Regions from separate parts of the Mus musculus genome. Here all the other regions are linked to region 1. A link is a contact called in public Hi-C data. All regions are on one chromosome and are shown on one strand. Each heading gives the region's core, a stretch centred on a gene start, on an enhancer-like site or on the middle of the called end of the contact. The rest is flanking DNA. Distances are from core to core; before and after follow the strand shown. Region 1 overlaps Wdr25 (WD repeat domain 25). Region 2 has its middle 16 kb from the start of Dlk1. Region 3 has its middle 35 kb from the start of Dlk1.

Evidence for each region. A called contact is a pair of places that touch in the nucleus more often than the background predicts.
Region 2: a Hi-C map of the N1E-115 cell line shows a contact between it and region 1, with 5 times the contacts expected there. The contact joins two enhancer-like sites. A contact is called at or near these places in 1 of 39 promoter capture datasets (hippocampal neurons), 1 of 15 datasets of contacts at CTCF or cohesin (the NIH/3T3 cell line), 1 of 484 Hi-C or Micro-C datasets (the N1E-115 cell line) and 7 of 115 datasets of contacts at active chromatin or transcription factors (astrocytes, craniofacial prominence, embryonic basal ganglia and 4 more).
Region 3: a Hi-C map of cortical neurons shows a contact between it and region 1, with 2.6 times the contacts expected there. The contact joins two enhancer-like sites. A contact is called at or near these places in 2 of 484 Hi-C or Micro-C datasets (cortical neurons and nephron progenitors), 9 of 115 datasets of contacts at active chromatin or transcription factors (the NIH/3T3 cell line, bone marrow-derived dendritic cells, embryonic basal ganglia and 6 more) and 1 of 9 other capture datasets (embryonic stem cells).

The regions. Positions count from the first base shown.
Region 1 is chr12:108,951,919-108,956,797 of GRCm38.p6, reverse strand. The region is part of intron 2 of Wdr25 (WD repeat domain 25); the gene reads right to left. Among named protein-coding and RNA genes, the nearest start is that of Wdr25, 60 kb to the right of the region's middle. Within about 2 kb of position 2,822, at least 50 of the 459 cell types and tissues checked have an H3K27ac peak or open chromatin away from gene starts, as enhancers often do. A contact at or near this core is called in the N1E-115 cell line, cortical neurons and forebrain, where this site is marked.
Region 2 is chr12:109,435,423-109,440,301 of GRCm38.p6, reverse strand. No RefSeq gene overlaps it. Among named protein-coding and RNA genes, the nearest start is that of Dlk1, 16 kb to the left of the region's middle. Within about 2 kb of position 2,286, at least 78 of the 459 cell types and tissues checked have an H3K27ac peak or open chromatin away from gene starts, as enhancers often do. A contact at or near this core is called in the N1E-115 cell line, where this site is marked.
Region 3 is chr12:109,415,710-109,420,588 of GRCm38.p6, reverse strand. No RefSeq gene overlaps it. Among named protein-coding and RNA genes, the nearest start is that of Dlk1, 35 kb to the left of the region's middle. Within about 2 kb of position 2,163, at least 98 of the 459 cell types and tissues checked have an H3K27ac peak or open chromatin away from gene starts, as enhancers often do. A contact at or near this core is called in cortical neurons and forebrain, where this site is marked.

The DNA.
Region 1 (4,879 bases), core at 1,573-4,072:
AGGGACACACCTTGTCATAGCAAGAACTATACCCCCACACCTAAAGCCAATGGTATGCTAACTGGAGGACTGCTGATTCCTCTAAGACTGGAGGACAAGACAGGAGTGTCCAAGCGGCCACTCTCCTTCACTACAGTCCGTCAACTTCCAGCAAGAGCAATAAGGCCTGAGGGAAAACAAAGCGGATACAAACTGGAAAGAAAGAAGTCAAAGGGCCCCAGTTTGCAGATGTTACCCCATAATTAAAAAGACCCTGAAGACATCACCAGGAAATCTGAGAGCTTCAGCAAAATCAATACACAATAATTAGTGGTTTTCTATACTTCAACATGGATGCTGAAAAAAAAAAATAGTAAGTACATTTTAAAAACTACTCAGCATCCTTATCCATAAGAAAAAATTAAAACAACTCTCAGATTCCCTCTCACTCAGTAAGAATAGCCAAAATCAGCAAACAGACAAGTGCTGGCAAAAATGAAGGGGCTTCCTCACTGCTGGGGAGCGCGTGCACTCGTGCATCCTGTGCGGAGTCAGTACAGAGGCTACACCAACGCCTAGGATACAACTGTATGACCCAGCTACCCACACCTGGGTCCATCCCAAAGGAGCCTGTGTCGGGATCCACAGAGGTGCCTGCATAGCCATGTTCACGGCAGAACTGTTCACAACAGCCAAGGCAGAAAACCAGCATCCATGCCCTCAATACGTAAATGGAAAAAGAAACATTAGAGGGCTATGGAAATGCTCAGCTGTTTAGATCCCCAAACCCATACACAATAGCAAGTCTCTGCAAGCCCAGCTCTCCAACAAGAGGTAGAAACAGAAAAATCCCAGGAGACTGTGAGCCAAATAGACTGGTATACAGAAATAAAGAGAGACTGCGTCAAACAAGGTGGAAGGCGAAGGCTAACACCTGAGGTTGTCTTCTGACCCTACAAGTAAGTAGTAGTGTGTACAAATCGTGCGTATACATATACACATACCTACACTACACATAAACAAAACAAGATTTTTTTTAAAGGTTTGTATATATGCATATGCACCCACAATGGAGTTTTATTCCACTGTAAAGAATGAAATAGCCAGGTACACACCTTCAATCCCAATGGTCAGAAGGCAGAGGCAAGTAGATCTCTGAGTTCAAGACCAGATTGATCCACAGAGTGAATTCTAGGACAGCCAAGGCTACACAGAGAGATCCTGCCTCACTAAAGAGAGGAGGAGAGTGTAATTCTGTCACAGGAAACCGGATGGAACTGGGAATTGTCACATTAAACTAAAGTAGACAGAATCAGAAAGACAGACAGACCTTGCATGTTTCCTCACAAATAAAATGTAGGTTAAAATAAGAGTAAACAGAGGCACGTGTGGGGAGGAATCTAAGCAAACAGGATAGCAAGCAGGGGGGCGAGAGCACGCATGGTGCATGTCTTTCACTCAGGCAAACACGGTCTGCTTTGGGGGGGGGTTGGCTTTTGTTTTCTTTGTAGTTTTGTTGTTGATGGGTTTTTTGTTGTTGTTGTTGTTCTTGGTGGTAGTAGTGGTGGTGCTTCTGGTTTGTTTGTTTGTTTGTTTGTTTGTTTAGATAGAATCTTACCATATAGTCCTGGCTGACCGGAACTCAGAGATCCACCTGCTTCTGCTTCCTGACAGCTAGGATTAAAGAGCACACCACTGTACCTCACTTAAAGTATGTGTGTGAGGGGGAGGGGGAGGGAGAGAGGGAGAGGGGGAGGGAGGGGGGGGAGACCCAGAGACCAGGGGAAATGAGGGAGGGATCAGATAGGAGCTAAGTACAATGATATACACATATAAAATGTAATTAAATCCATTCATTTATACATTAACCAAAATTTACTCTTTACACTTGCCCCCCACACGGCTCCCTCGCCCACTCAGTCTGACAGTCTATCCTGCCCCCAAACAGCACATAGCCCCCCATCCAAATCTGCCTGTGCCTCCACCTGCCACTGCAGCTCCTAGGGAAAGTCCCCCAAGCCCACACCTTGGAATGTCAGAATCTGCTAACCAATGACTAAGTAGACTGTTGAACAGAGTGCCTCCTGTGTGTTCATGACGGTGATGCCAGAGAGTTCTGGAAAACAGAGTCTTGTCTCTGGCCTGGTTTCAGGACCAAATCAGGCAGGGCTCTGTCTGTCTGCCTTGGCTGATTAAAGTGATGAACAGGAAGTAAGCACAGGCTGTTTACTGGCCCCACACCGAGTCCTCTCAAAATGCCAGGGACTGGGTACTTTGACACAAATTCAGCAACAGCATCTTTAATCATTTCAGGGTTAATAAAAAATGTCAATTATGTTTGTCATCATGGTTATCCTGGGGGAACAATCCCAGCACAGACAATCTTTGGCCAAATGACAGCCTGCACTATTTGTCACAGGTCCTTCCAGCTGCCTCACTGATGAATTAATCGAGTTGGTTGCCTCCCCCTGGCCAATCCATTCATAAATAATCAGAAGTAATATGGATCTCGCAAATAAGCCTGACCTGCAGATCGCTATCCCTAAAGAAGAAAGGCAATAAACATTAGGGACAAGGCTCCAAGTCCATCTGAAGGAGGACACCTGCTGGGGAAGCGCCAGGCTCCCCCACACGGGCAGCACGCAGCACGCCTGTCTGTGCAGTGGAGTTCTTCTCCTGTGGAGCTCAGTACAGGTCCCCACAGGGCACAGCTTCTGCATCAGGCTCATCAGCCTCTCCCTGCTCCCACCCCCCAACCTCATTATGGGGCCCCATTCTACAGCTAACACAAAACAGGAGCTCAGAACAGCCTGGAGAGGCAAGCCTCCTGGGGACTAAAAGCCAGGTGTCTAGCGCCACCCTGCTGCCCACAGCCAAAAGGGCTGGCTGAGTGCTGCTGGTCTCCACTGGAGTAGGAGGGGTTCGCAGCCAAGGAATCCTGGAGTGCTCTACTGGGCAGGAGCAAATGCATCAGAACACTGCCTACAACAACTGCCTTCAATGTGCAGCAGGAAGTGGAATCCCGGGGGGAAACACTACCTTCTACCCCTGAGTTACTTCAAACAATGCTCTCAGAAAACCTGCCTCAATTAAACATTCTATCAAAGAGTAGCGTGACAGGAACAGGACAGGACAGCTTTCTACATACAGCTCTTCACACGGAGTCCTGTCTCGGAGACATGGATCTGAGCCCTGGGACAAACTTCCCACCTTCCCCCCAGCACCTGAGCACACTCTGACTATCCCTGTTAACACCAATGCTTTACCAAATCCTCAGACATTCAAGTCATTTGTATTTTCAGAGAGAACACGGACAGCGAGAGATATCTGCGAGTATTCCCGGAGCTGATGTTAAAGCTGTAGCAATTCAAAGGGTTAAGCTGAGCATAACTCCTCAGAGATCACTGTTAGCTTTCTTGCCTTGCTGTCACATAAAACGTGTCCACCCCCACACGGCAACGGGGAGATGCCAACTGTCCTTCCAGAGAGTTCTGTTGCAAGTGAGAAACCCAGATGACACACTTCTTCCACAGCCCAGCAGTCATTAGGTTTACAAGTTCGCTTTCATGAGACAGGCAAACCTTTATTCTGACAGCTTCCCTCAACTGCTGGCAGGCCTAGCTCCTTCCTAAGCATTAAGATCTCATGAATGGCTACAATGGTGGTACATACTGTGCCAGGCTGCCATTCACTCAATCCTATTGGCAGCCAGCCATGTGATATACATGTGAGATGGGACCCGTGGATGAACCTGACCAGCCAGGGATGCCCAGGCAGAGCCTCCATGTTGAGAGTATCTGCCTGAGTCAATGCATGACAGCCATGGCTTACACATGCTACTTATAACCAGCAACCACCCAAGATGATGTCATGCCATACATCACCAGCAAGTAAAGGGCAAGAGGAGAAGTGGCACCTTCCTAGGACACAGTCAGAAAGTGCCCAAGAAGGCTCTGGCCCACTGCTCCATGCCACACTGCTGGGCTGTCTCAGAGCAGGGTAACCTGATCACGAGCCAGAAAGCACAGGCCTCAAGAGAGGTGCTTGAAGTAACTACAATTTAGAAGACTGACTATGCTGAACTCAAATCTTAGCTCTGCCTGTTACCAGCTGTGTGGCCCTAAGCCTCATACTATACCTCTCTGAGTCTTCCTTTTCTTAGATATAAGATAGGGAAAATGTATGGAACTTTATGGGGTGGCTAGAAGATTAAAAAAGGCTAAACATGATGTAAAGCCACTGGCCTGAGCCTTCTTAGTCAACTGTGCTAAAAACTGGCTTCAGAAGAATGAGCTTAAGAGTCAGACCCACATCCCAGCACTCGGGAGGCAGAGGCAGGCAGATCTCACAGAGAGAGAGAGAAAGAGACAGAGAGAGAGAGAGGGAGAGAGAGAGAGAGAGAGAGAATGAACCAGACCCACTGCCAACCCCACCCTCCAGAGCAGACCATCCAGTTGGAAGATGGTGGATATGGGGGCTAAACCTGCAGGCCCTAGGCTGGCTCAGCTCCCCATAGCTATGGGGCAGTGCAAGGGTTAAGGAGCTGGTGTCTAGCACAGAGGGGGTGTTCAATAAAAGCTCATTCAATTCAATTTGACTTAATTAAAAAACCGTTCTCATAGCCCTGGGAAGAGCAGGAACACAGAGGGCTAAAACTCCAAGCTGAAATCCATTTGAAGCTATAAATCCCAAGCCCTGCCAATGGGTGCATTTTCTTATTAAGCGACAATATTATAAAGCTCTTCTGAATTCCTAGTAATGTTTAAGAGCCCTGTCTTCATCAGGCTGAAAGCTGTTGTCAAGTCACAAAGAACTTGAAGGGGATCTAAAGACAACTGATGAAAAGGACCAACGGAAACTAAGTTTCCCGAACATATCAAATGATTCCGAGGCCGTGCCT
Region 2 (4,879 bases), core at 1,037-3,536, 480 kb before region 1:
GCTTGTGGGTACCCTGGAGCCCCAAATTATCTCGGAGCTTCTCTGCTCCTGTCTGCTCCTTAGTTCTGCTTATGATAGAGAAGACTGTCCGGAACAAAGCCTTGGCCGTGTTCCCAGGTTCCACATCTGCCTGTCTCCCCTCCCCCCCAGGTCTCTCAGCCCCCAACCCCCACTTGTCGAGACAGAGCAGGCAGGGAGGGCTTTGCAGACACAGATGGGGGCATCCGTGTGTTCCCTGGCCCCGACTTTGTGGAAACATCTGTGGTGGCTCTCTCTCAGAAAGGACACTGAGAAGCTCTTGATAGCCATACTAGGAAGGCAGGGCAAACCAGCACAGAGGACAGATCTGACCGTGGGATCAACAGCATCATCCATGGAACAAATTCAAAGAGGGTCCGGGAGTGTCAACCTGGGAACTGGCCATAGGAGTCCATGGGCGAGTGGAGAAGGAGCCTGTGGATCCCAGTGTTGGGCCTGGCACAATTCTGCACTCCTGCCCAGAGCCTTAATATCTCCTCTGACCTTGGAGACAGTTACAATAAAGCCCACCGTAAACTGGTGTCCACTAGGGCAAGGTCAGATGTCCCTCTGTCCCTTCTTGTCTTCCCTGGGGTCTTCCTCCTGTGCTGCCCCAGACACTGAGAGGCTCATGTCCCATGTGGCCACTTGCCTCCGCCCCAGAATTCAATCCCTGTTGTTTACTTGTTCACTTCTGCCACTTGTCAGGACACAAGTGTGTCCTGTAGAGTCTGGCCTGGACAAAAGATCCCAACAAGTTCCAGCTTGGCCGTTTATGCAGAGCCTAGAGAAGAATAGAGCTCATTTGGCATGCTCGCTGGTAAAGCCACTGCTCAGCACTGGGAATGCCACTGGCAAGTCTGGAAGGCTCTAAAGAGTGTCTGAACTGATAGCCTGAGTGTGGACTTCAGCTCCCATATTGGAGGAAGAAACAAGAGTTTTGAAAAGAGGATCGTGTCTAGAGTTTCATGTCTCAGAGCTAAGGAAACATAGATAGACACTAGCACGCTGGACACCCTTCTTGGCCCCTCTCTAACCTTGTTACTGGGCCTTTGAAGTGGGAGCAACGTGGAGCAGACCTTGTAAGCACATTCTAGTCTGCTACATGCCTAGTGGAAGGAAAATGTATGCGGGGAAGAACAGGCCACAACAACTGAAGTAGAGTCCCCAGCCCTGGGCAACAGCCCCGAGACGGACAGAGTACGCAGGTCAGGTCAGACTGTGTGAGCTACTCTAGCTGGGCCCCAGGAGAGCCACTAGGCCCCAGCAGGGCCTTTGGAAGACATCCCAGTGGAGGTAGAGATGGGCCTTGATAGGTTCAAAGGAGTGTGCCAATTCAGGGGAGGGGGAGGTCTTCCCGGCAACAGGAGGAAGCCCAGCCAGGGCAGGCCAGGCACCCGGGCGCCTGGCTATTTTGGGAGCTGAGTCTCAGAAGAGTGAGGGGAGCAGCTGTCCCTAAGGAGGTGAAGCTTGGAGGGGTCCCCAACATGACCTTACTGGGCATTGCCACAGGAAAAGCTCAGGCAGGTTCCAAGAAGTGAAGCTACAAGGTCAGAGCCTTAAGAAGCCCCAGCGGTCACCGTGGCAGCCATGGTGGAAGAAGGGCATGGCGACAGCTGAAAGGCCAAGGGGCAGAGATGGGGTAGAGGAAGAGGAGTGGGGTGCTGTGGGGCGTGGCTGGAGTAGGGAAGATAGAGGAGAGACACAGAAGTAGAAGTTTAAAGGCAGTTCTCCTCCTTAGCAAGTCCCCCTCCCACTCCTGCGTCTGTTCCGTTTAACACAGACAGGGAAAATACATTCACATATCCCCAAGATGAGTAGTGGTAAGATTTAAAAAAAAAAAGAAAGAAAGAAAGAAAGAAAGAAAGAAAGAAAGAAAGAAAGAAAGAAAGAAAGAAAGAAAGAAAGGCTCCAGACAGAACAGTGTGTATATAATGAACTCATTTATGTAGTGTGAAAGGGAACGTACCAGATCCACTTTTCTATGTATATGTTTACACAGACATAGATGTTTCAGGAAGATCACACAAGAAACTGTTACTGCATTCACCTCTGCTGAGTGGGCGGGGACTGGGGTGGAAGGAGGATTCACTCCTTAAAGTGTCGTGCGGAAGAGAGTCAGTGTTACTCTTTAAACCACTTCTAAAAGAAAAAGAAACAGAGTGGGGGAGATGGCGGCATCTGGCTTATATCCATACATGGCCGGATGTGGTTATCTGGAAGGCAGTGCAGGCCTGAAGGCCCCAGAAGGCTCGCCCTACTCCCCCTTTGCGTGCCTCAACTTTTCTACCACCCTGGGTCCCGCTGGCTCCCCGGGCAGCACACCTGCCCCGCCTAGCGCCCCTGCTCTCGGCGAGCTGGCTGCGCCCCCTGCCGGCGGGTCTCCTGGCCTCGCCTCGCCAACGTGGAGGAGGAAGAGGGCTGGAAGGCGCCTACTCTGCAGCAGTTACCAGTTCATCCCCGGGATGTCTGCATTTCCTCAGAGAGTGGCTCCTGTAGGGAACAGATAAGAGGAGAGCCGTTGTGAATGAATGCAGGCAAGGGGAGCCTATTCATTATCGTTTTCAGCCTAATGAAGCCCTCTGAAGGTTCTCTTCAGAGTGATAAATCCCTCCAGGGCCCCAGTCCTTCCAGTCACGAAGCCACAGGCTTGTCATAACTCATGTCCCAGGAACCATACTGCTTGTTCCAAACTTCCTCAATACAGGCTGCTCAGGAGGCCCAAGAGGAAGACCGATAACAAATTTTTGGAAGCACAGACGTTCCCAGGCATTGATTGTCCAGGCATTCTGACGGATAGTTCTGGGGGTTCACTCCTCCCCGTGGCCCAATCCTATCAGCCTTGGCAGTGTGGGGGCCGGGCAGAGGAAGCTGGCAGAGTCAGCTGTGTATGAGGAGAGGGGACCCAAAGACAGCCAGGAGTCTGTAACTGTGGTAATGGGCCGTCTAAAACGTGGGGGATGTGAGAGGGGTCCTTGTTCTCCCGAGCAAGGTATTTTTTTTGGGCAGTCATATGGGGTGGAAGGTGCCTCAAGCCTGCAGAGTTCCTCCCTCCCCAACTAGGCCCCCTGCCTTCCAGTCACTGCTCCTGACGTCCGTTCCCAGCAAACGCAGCCAGGTGGCTGGATGCTCTCACCCCTCATGGGAGCAGAACAGACAGCTACGTGAGACACAGTCCAGACTACGGCCTGTTCCATACAGTTTCCCATCCGTACAGCCAGGCTTGGCCAAATGGCTCCCTGGTGTCAGGGCGGTGAAGGTCTTCTACATCCCCTCAGCAGGAGGGGCGCACAGAAGAGGCCCGTTCAGGGGTGTGTGAGGATGCGGAAGGGAGCCAGAGGCCCAGGCAGGGGCTGTTTCTCTGTGTGAACATGGAAAGAACGAAGCCCTGCTTCCTCCAGTGGCTTCTTCACCCACACTGCCCACCCCGATGTGTGAAGGACAGTCTCACTTTGCTCAGCTCTTGTGGTAACATCGTTCCCAGACCTTTGTCCTTCCCTATACAAACATAAAGCTCTCCCTAATGTGGTTCTCTGAAGGCCAGCGCCACTTTCACACAGACTCTGCGGTGACACGGATCTGAGACCTTTGGCCCTTCCTTGTACAAACAAGGGCCTTTTCCCAGAGTGGTCCTCTGTCCCGTCCACCCCCAATTAGGGAACGTGGGATGTACATCGGTCTCAGCCTGCCGTGGGGCTACTTTGAACAGGACAGAAGAGATATTTTGGGCTCTCCCCTTCCTGGAAGCCTGGTCCTGGCTGCCACCCCAGGGGGATATATGAGAAGAGTCCCGAGAGGTGTGGAAAGGGCGGGGCGGGGCAAGGCAGGGACTGCTCCAGCCTAGGACTGGTAGTGCCACCCAGAGGCCTGGGCCAGTAACTGACCTGTGGGAATCTGGGGGGAGGGGTGTCTCTGGGCCAGGTGTGGTTGTGGAGAACAGGACAGAGAAGGATCCTGAGTCTCTCTTTATGTCTTCTGCTGCTGCAGCCATATCTACAAAGCCCGGAGATGATCCCTTCTATTTCCCGTGCGTGGCCCTCTGGGTCCAGCATAGGGGCAGAAGGGAGCGTGTGAAGGCTGGGGGTTGCCTTTGAGTGGAGACTGAGTGCTCTGGCCAGGGAGTTTGCCTTTCAGCTGGGATTTGGAGACAGAGTGAGAATTTAAAATGAGAAGTAACTGGTTGGCTTTGCTGCTGTTGTGCTATTTAAAGAAAAATCAGAGAGGGCAGAAGACTGAGAGACGAGAAAATCACACACTGGGACCCTTCAAGAGTTGGCCTCCTTGGGATCAGAGGACTGTGGCTGCAGTCTGGCACTGGGCCATCCCACAGCTCTCTGGGAGGACCTTCCCTGTGACTTCCCAGATGCCCAACTGTGGACCACCTCAGAGCCCAGACTGAGTGGGGTTGGCCTTTTATTCGAGACATGTGGGACTTAAAATTATATTTTATTTTTGTCTTTAAAAAGACTTATGAGCCAGGCGTGGTGGTGCACACCTTTAATCCCAGCACTCGGGAGGCAGAGGCAGGAGGATTTCTGAGTTCGAAGCCAGCCTGGCCTACAGAGTGAGTCCCAGGACAGCCAAGGTTACATAGAGAAACCCTGTCTTGAAAAACCAAAAAAAAAAAAAAAAAAAAAGAAAAGGACATATTTTATGTATATGAGTACACTGTACACTGTAGCTGTCTTCAGACACACCAGAAGAGAGCATGAGATTCCATTATAGATGGTTGTGAGCCACCATGTGGTAGCTGGGATTTGAACTCTGGACCTCTGGAAGACCAGTCGGTGCTCCTAACCACTGAGCCATCTCTCCAGCCCCACAAATTGTACTTTTAAAGGCAGGTATAGCATCATACTCC
Region 3 (4,879 bases), core at 914-3,413, 460 kb before region 1:
CTGACACTTGCCTGGGCTGATGGATGGCCAGGGACAGGACAGAGTGTTTGCAGCTGATCTGTCTCGCCTCTGCTCTTCTCTTATTCTGCCCATGTGCCAGGCAGGATATTAAGAACTCACAGACGGCTGCTATCTTCACTTGTAATGGGTTGACTCCATGAAACCTATTTGGGAGGATATTATCTCTGCCTCGCGGTGGGAGGAGGGGCCTCTGGGAAAGAAGACACTCTGAGGACTAACTTTTTCCATTTTTTTGCCTATCATCTGCTGTCAGAGAAGCAGCTTCCCAGCGAGCATGGAGGTGGCCCTAGAGCGGGCTGTGGCTTCAAGGCAGGTGAGCCTGTCCGGGCTGGGTGCCAGTCACTCGTAATCACGGAGGCAAGCACTAATCGGCACTTTAAAAGTACCAGGCCATGTGCCAGGCCTGCTTGATGAGCTGCCTCAGCAGGACTTTCCAAGTTTCCCAGGAAATACGGTGCCTGATATCATCCCTTTTTGTAGGAAGCTTCTGGGTCTCAGAGAGGCTGAGACGCTTGCCCTAAAACACACAGCCAGCTCGGGAAGAACAGAGACGCTATGGTCAAATGGCGTCCTCAGGTGCCTCCCCTAAGCCATGCCCAAGTCCTCACTTACCTTGGTCCATGTGTGCATCACATTCACCTTTGAAGAAGAGGGTTCAATGGGAGCATTGGATTGCTGGTGAGGCTGGGAATACAGCCCACTGGATAGGTGCTTAAAGTCTGGGTTCAGTACCCAGCTCTGCACAAACTGTGCAGGTCTGTAGCCTCAGCACCCAAAAGCTGAGGCAGAAGGATCACAAGGTCAGTATTGCTCTTGGCTAGGTAGCAATATGGAGGCCAGCCTGAGCTACATGGCAACTGTGTCTCAGAGAGAAAGAGAGAGAGAGAGAGAGAGAGAAAGAGAGAGAGAGAGAGATAGGCAGAGAGACAGAGAGACAGAGAGACAGAGAGAGGATGGTGATGATAATGTGTACAGAGACCCATTTAGGGACACACTATTAGCAAGGAGAGCTCACTGGGTGAACTGTCTCCCATGCTATCATAAGGACCTGAATTCAGATTCCCAACACCCATGTAAAACTCAGACATTGTGACGCATGAATGTCACCCCAGCACTGGAGTGGTGGAGACTGAGACATCTTCTGAGGTAGTGGCCAGCCAGCCTGGTGGAATCCATGAGCTCCGGATTCTGTGTGAAGCCGTGTCTTATTTTGAGTAAAGACAGCGATCGAGGAAGATACCCAGCGGCGCCAACCTCTGGGTTCCACACATGCAGGCACCCTCGTAAACATGTGCAGAAAAAAAAAAAAAGCAATAAAAATAAACAAAACAGTAGCTGCTGTTATTAGGATTCCCACGTTCTGGGGTAAACTGAGGCACAGTCACCTTGGTTTGCCAACGATTTGCAGTGGGTGAAAGACACTGGCCTCCATAGCCTATGAACTTACGTCTGAAGAGTCTCAGCTTCCCTACCCCACCTTCTCATTCTGTGGCCAAGAGTAGAGGGAAACTGTCACCTTAGGGCCTGGAGGCACCTTTCACTTGAGTGAGCTACCCAAGACGCCATGAAAATGAATAAATCTTTATTTAAAAGCCATCAGTGCATGCTTGTCATTCCGGGGCCCAGGAGATGATGCTCAGCAGCCACATAGCTTAGTCTTAATGAGACATCTTCAGGCTGAGTAAGAGATCCCTATCTTACACCTCAAAGTGGACAGGCAGCACCTCACAGACACTGAGACGGTATTTACACAGACAGTGAGAAATGTCACTGAGCTCCACCTCCGACCTTCACATAAGACGCACACCCAGGCACTCAAACACACGTGAACATTCATGGGCACGCGTGCACACAGCATTACCGGCTCAAGCCTGAAAGACCTTGTTCCACACCTCTCTTTAATGTGGGGTGTGGTGAGCTAGACTGGGAAAGCTGATGGTGGTGGCAGCAAACACCCTGAATTCCAGTCTCCATTCTACCTACCCTTAGCAGCTGTGTGGCCTTGTGTGCATTACCTCCACTCTCTGTGCCTCTGGATCACCCCCTCTGTAGCTTGAGAGCTAGCCCTGCCCTTTACACAGTGAGTCCTGGGCCTAGAAGGAACAATGCCTGCAGCTTACCACACTTAGAGAAGACTTCATGCCTATCCTGGCTCACAGACCTGTCTCCCAGGCCTGTGTCATGTGCCACTGAGTGTCGCTTGTGGGAACATCCTTTGGGGACTGTCTTGCTTGTCTTGTTGTCCCCATTGCTCTATGAATTTGATTTAATAGGGTCCAGCAGCCCCCCCCCCCCAGTCCAAGTTTGGCCACGGTTTCCCCAGGGATACATGACAGAGGGACAATCCAAAGATGTGACACAAGCAGGGGCTGAGCAGCTCCCTAGCAAGAGGAAAATTCTAGAACGCGAGTCAGGGCTCCATCCCTTGGTTTTTAAGATTCCCTGAGCTTCCCACTTGCAGTAGAAACAGCTTACTTTCAGATTAGTCAGCCAGTGTGAGTCAGTCAGGGCCTCACCAGCCCTGCCTGTGGAATATTGATGCAGTCTGCTCTGCCAAGGGGGCGGAGGGGCCTCCTGGGGGCCCAGGGCCCCTGCCTGCAGCCATTCCATCCGTTTCAAGGTTTGCTCAGTGCCTCACCACGCACACAGGCAGCCCCTTCCTTGTTTCTCTGGCCCAACATCACCGCCCCCCCTCCAGAGACAGGGTGATTAATCCCCCCATACCGGAGGAGCAGGGGCCAAGCAGCCACATAAGTCATGCCCACGCTGACAGCAGGCAAGGTAGACGCCCAGAGCTTTGGCCTTGGTGCACGTTGGGGAGGGAGGCCCCATTGGCCTTCTGCTCTGAAGGGGGAGAGGGGCCTGGAAAGCAGATTGCACACAGAGCAGTGTTGTCTCCAAGAGGAGAGGGGAGAGCAGCCCACACCCTTTGAGGCGCCATAGTCCCCTCCTTCCTGGATTCACGTGCTCTCATTCCTTCATGTGCTCACAGCCCTTTGCTGATCGCCCCCCTCCCTGGGGCTCCCAGTGGAGCCCTGCCTAGACCTAGACTGGCCGTGGGGTCTTGTGGAGAGAGACAGCTCCCACATGAGGGACACCCAGGGAAAACAGGCCACGTGGGCCTAGTAAGGTGAGGCCGCCTGGCCGTGGAGGGGCGTGCAGGCAGAACTGTAGGGAGGAGAAGCCTCAGCTTGAAGCCCAGGGTTGGATCCCGAGGAAGTGGCATTCCTGGCTCATTGTCACTGTGGCATGGGGACCAGAGCGAGAGGGGCCTGTGAGACAGAGGACATGGCCTTAGCAGGGATGAGACAGAGGACAAAGGCAATAATGTATGAACCAGAGGGGGAGGTCAACCCCGTCTCTCCAGATGTCCCCAAGGCTGCATGTGGAGCCAGGATGGGGTTTCTGGGGAGGGCTGGGGGGTATTCAGGAAAGCTGCTGTAAGGTCACAGGAGGGCCAGTGGAAAATGTCTTCACCTGTCTGGAGCCTGTCCCCAGGGTGGGGAGAAGGACAAGAGGGAGAGTCAGCTCTTCATTCCTTCTAGCTGACAAGGAGCTTAGACTTGTCTGCAGTTGACAGATTCCAGGATTCTCTACCTGTCCCTTACCCTCCTCACTGTAACTCCAACACACCCAGCTCTGACATTTCTTGGCCTCCCTCCATTCTCTAGGGGGTCACCTAAGTCCTCTGAGATCATGTTTAGAATGTTGCAGAAACCCGGGGCCGGATTGGATTGCCTGGCTCTCCTCCCATTGTTTTGTAGGCCTCTCCTGAATTGCTGGAGATGTGGGGAAAGCGAAGACGCAGGATATTCCTGCCTGGTGCCCCCTGTCCATCCCTGAGCTACATACACAAAGAAAATCGGCTCTCCCTTGAGGTTAATCCATTCTCCTTTCCAAGGGTCAGGTCCAGGAAGGTGGCCTTTACAGCAGCTTGGGTCATGTTTTCCCCCCAAGGTCTCAGGATGATGATAGCCCACCCAAGACATGGAGGTCATGGTCAGACAGGAACAATAGTCAGTCAGGACCCCAGGACCAGGAGAAGATGGCTGCCACCTGGAGGCTGTCTGGATTTAGCAAGAAGAACCCAGCATGTCCCCACTTCTGGTTAAGAAGTTTTAGAGTTTGGAGGGGTTGCAGTGGGATCAGTGGTACCACCAGCATGGAGGGAGTAAGTTGGGAGGCCCAGGACTCCAAGTAGCGCTAGGACAGCCCCTCCTTATGCTCACAGCTCCTCCTTCACTTGCCATGAGCCCTGACTCTGACAGGCCTAGAAAGGAGGCTCAAGTAGAGCAGGGGACATAGGGTTTGGTCCCTTCAAGGCTCTGGGAGGGACCTAGAGGGGATCAGAGAACACCTGGCAGTGGGAAAGCCTGAGCCAGACCCACAAGTCTGAGCGCAGCCTGGGTGACGCTCTCCCTCCTTCTGCCTTTGAGACAGGGATGGGAGCTTCAAGTGGTTAAGCCAATCGTGACAGAAGGGGAGAGGTGCGAGGTGGGCGACCCCTGCCAGACACGTCTACTTTGTGTTCTTTTCATTGAGCTGCCCTTTGGCCCACAGCACTCACAGCTCTAGCTGGATTTGTTCCCTGCCTTTGAGTCTTGTCATGCCAAGTTCACTGACTGGCTATGGGAATTTCAGGTGTGCAATGCACCCACATGCACAGGCCTTGTCCCTGACAGTTCTCTGCTATCTCTCTGAATGTCGGCTCATCCTAAGTGCCCAGGGAGAGAAAGAGGAAGGGCTGCCCACAGTGGGAGTGTGGCTTCATCATGGATAGATTTTCTTTCTCCATAGAAGCTTTAAATCATAATTCCTTACCTGTGAATTCTTATCCTAGTGTGACTGAATGTGGAGG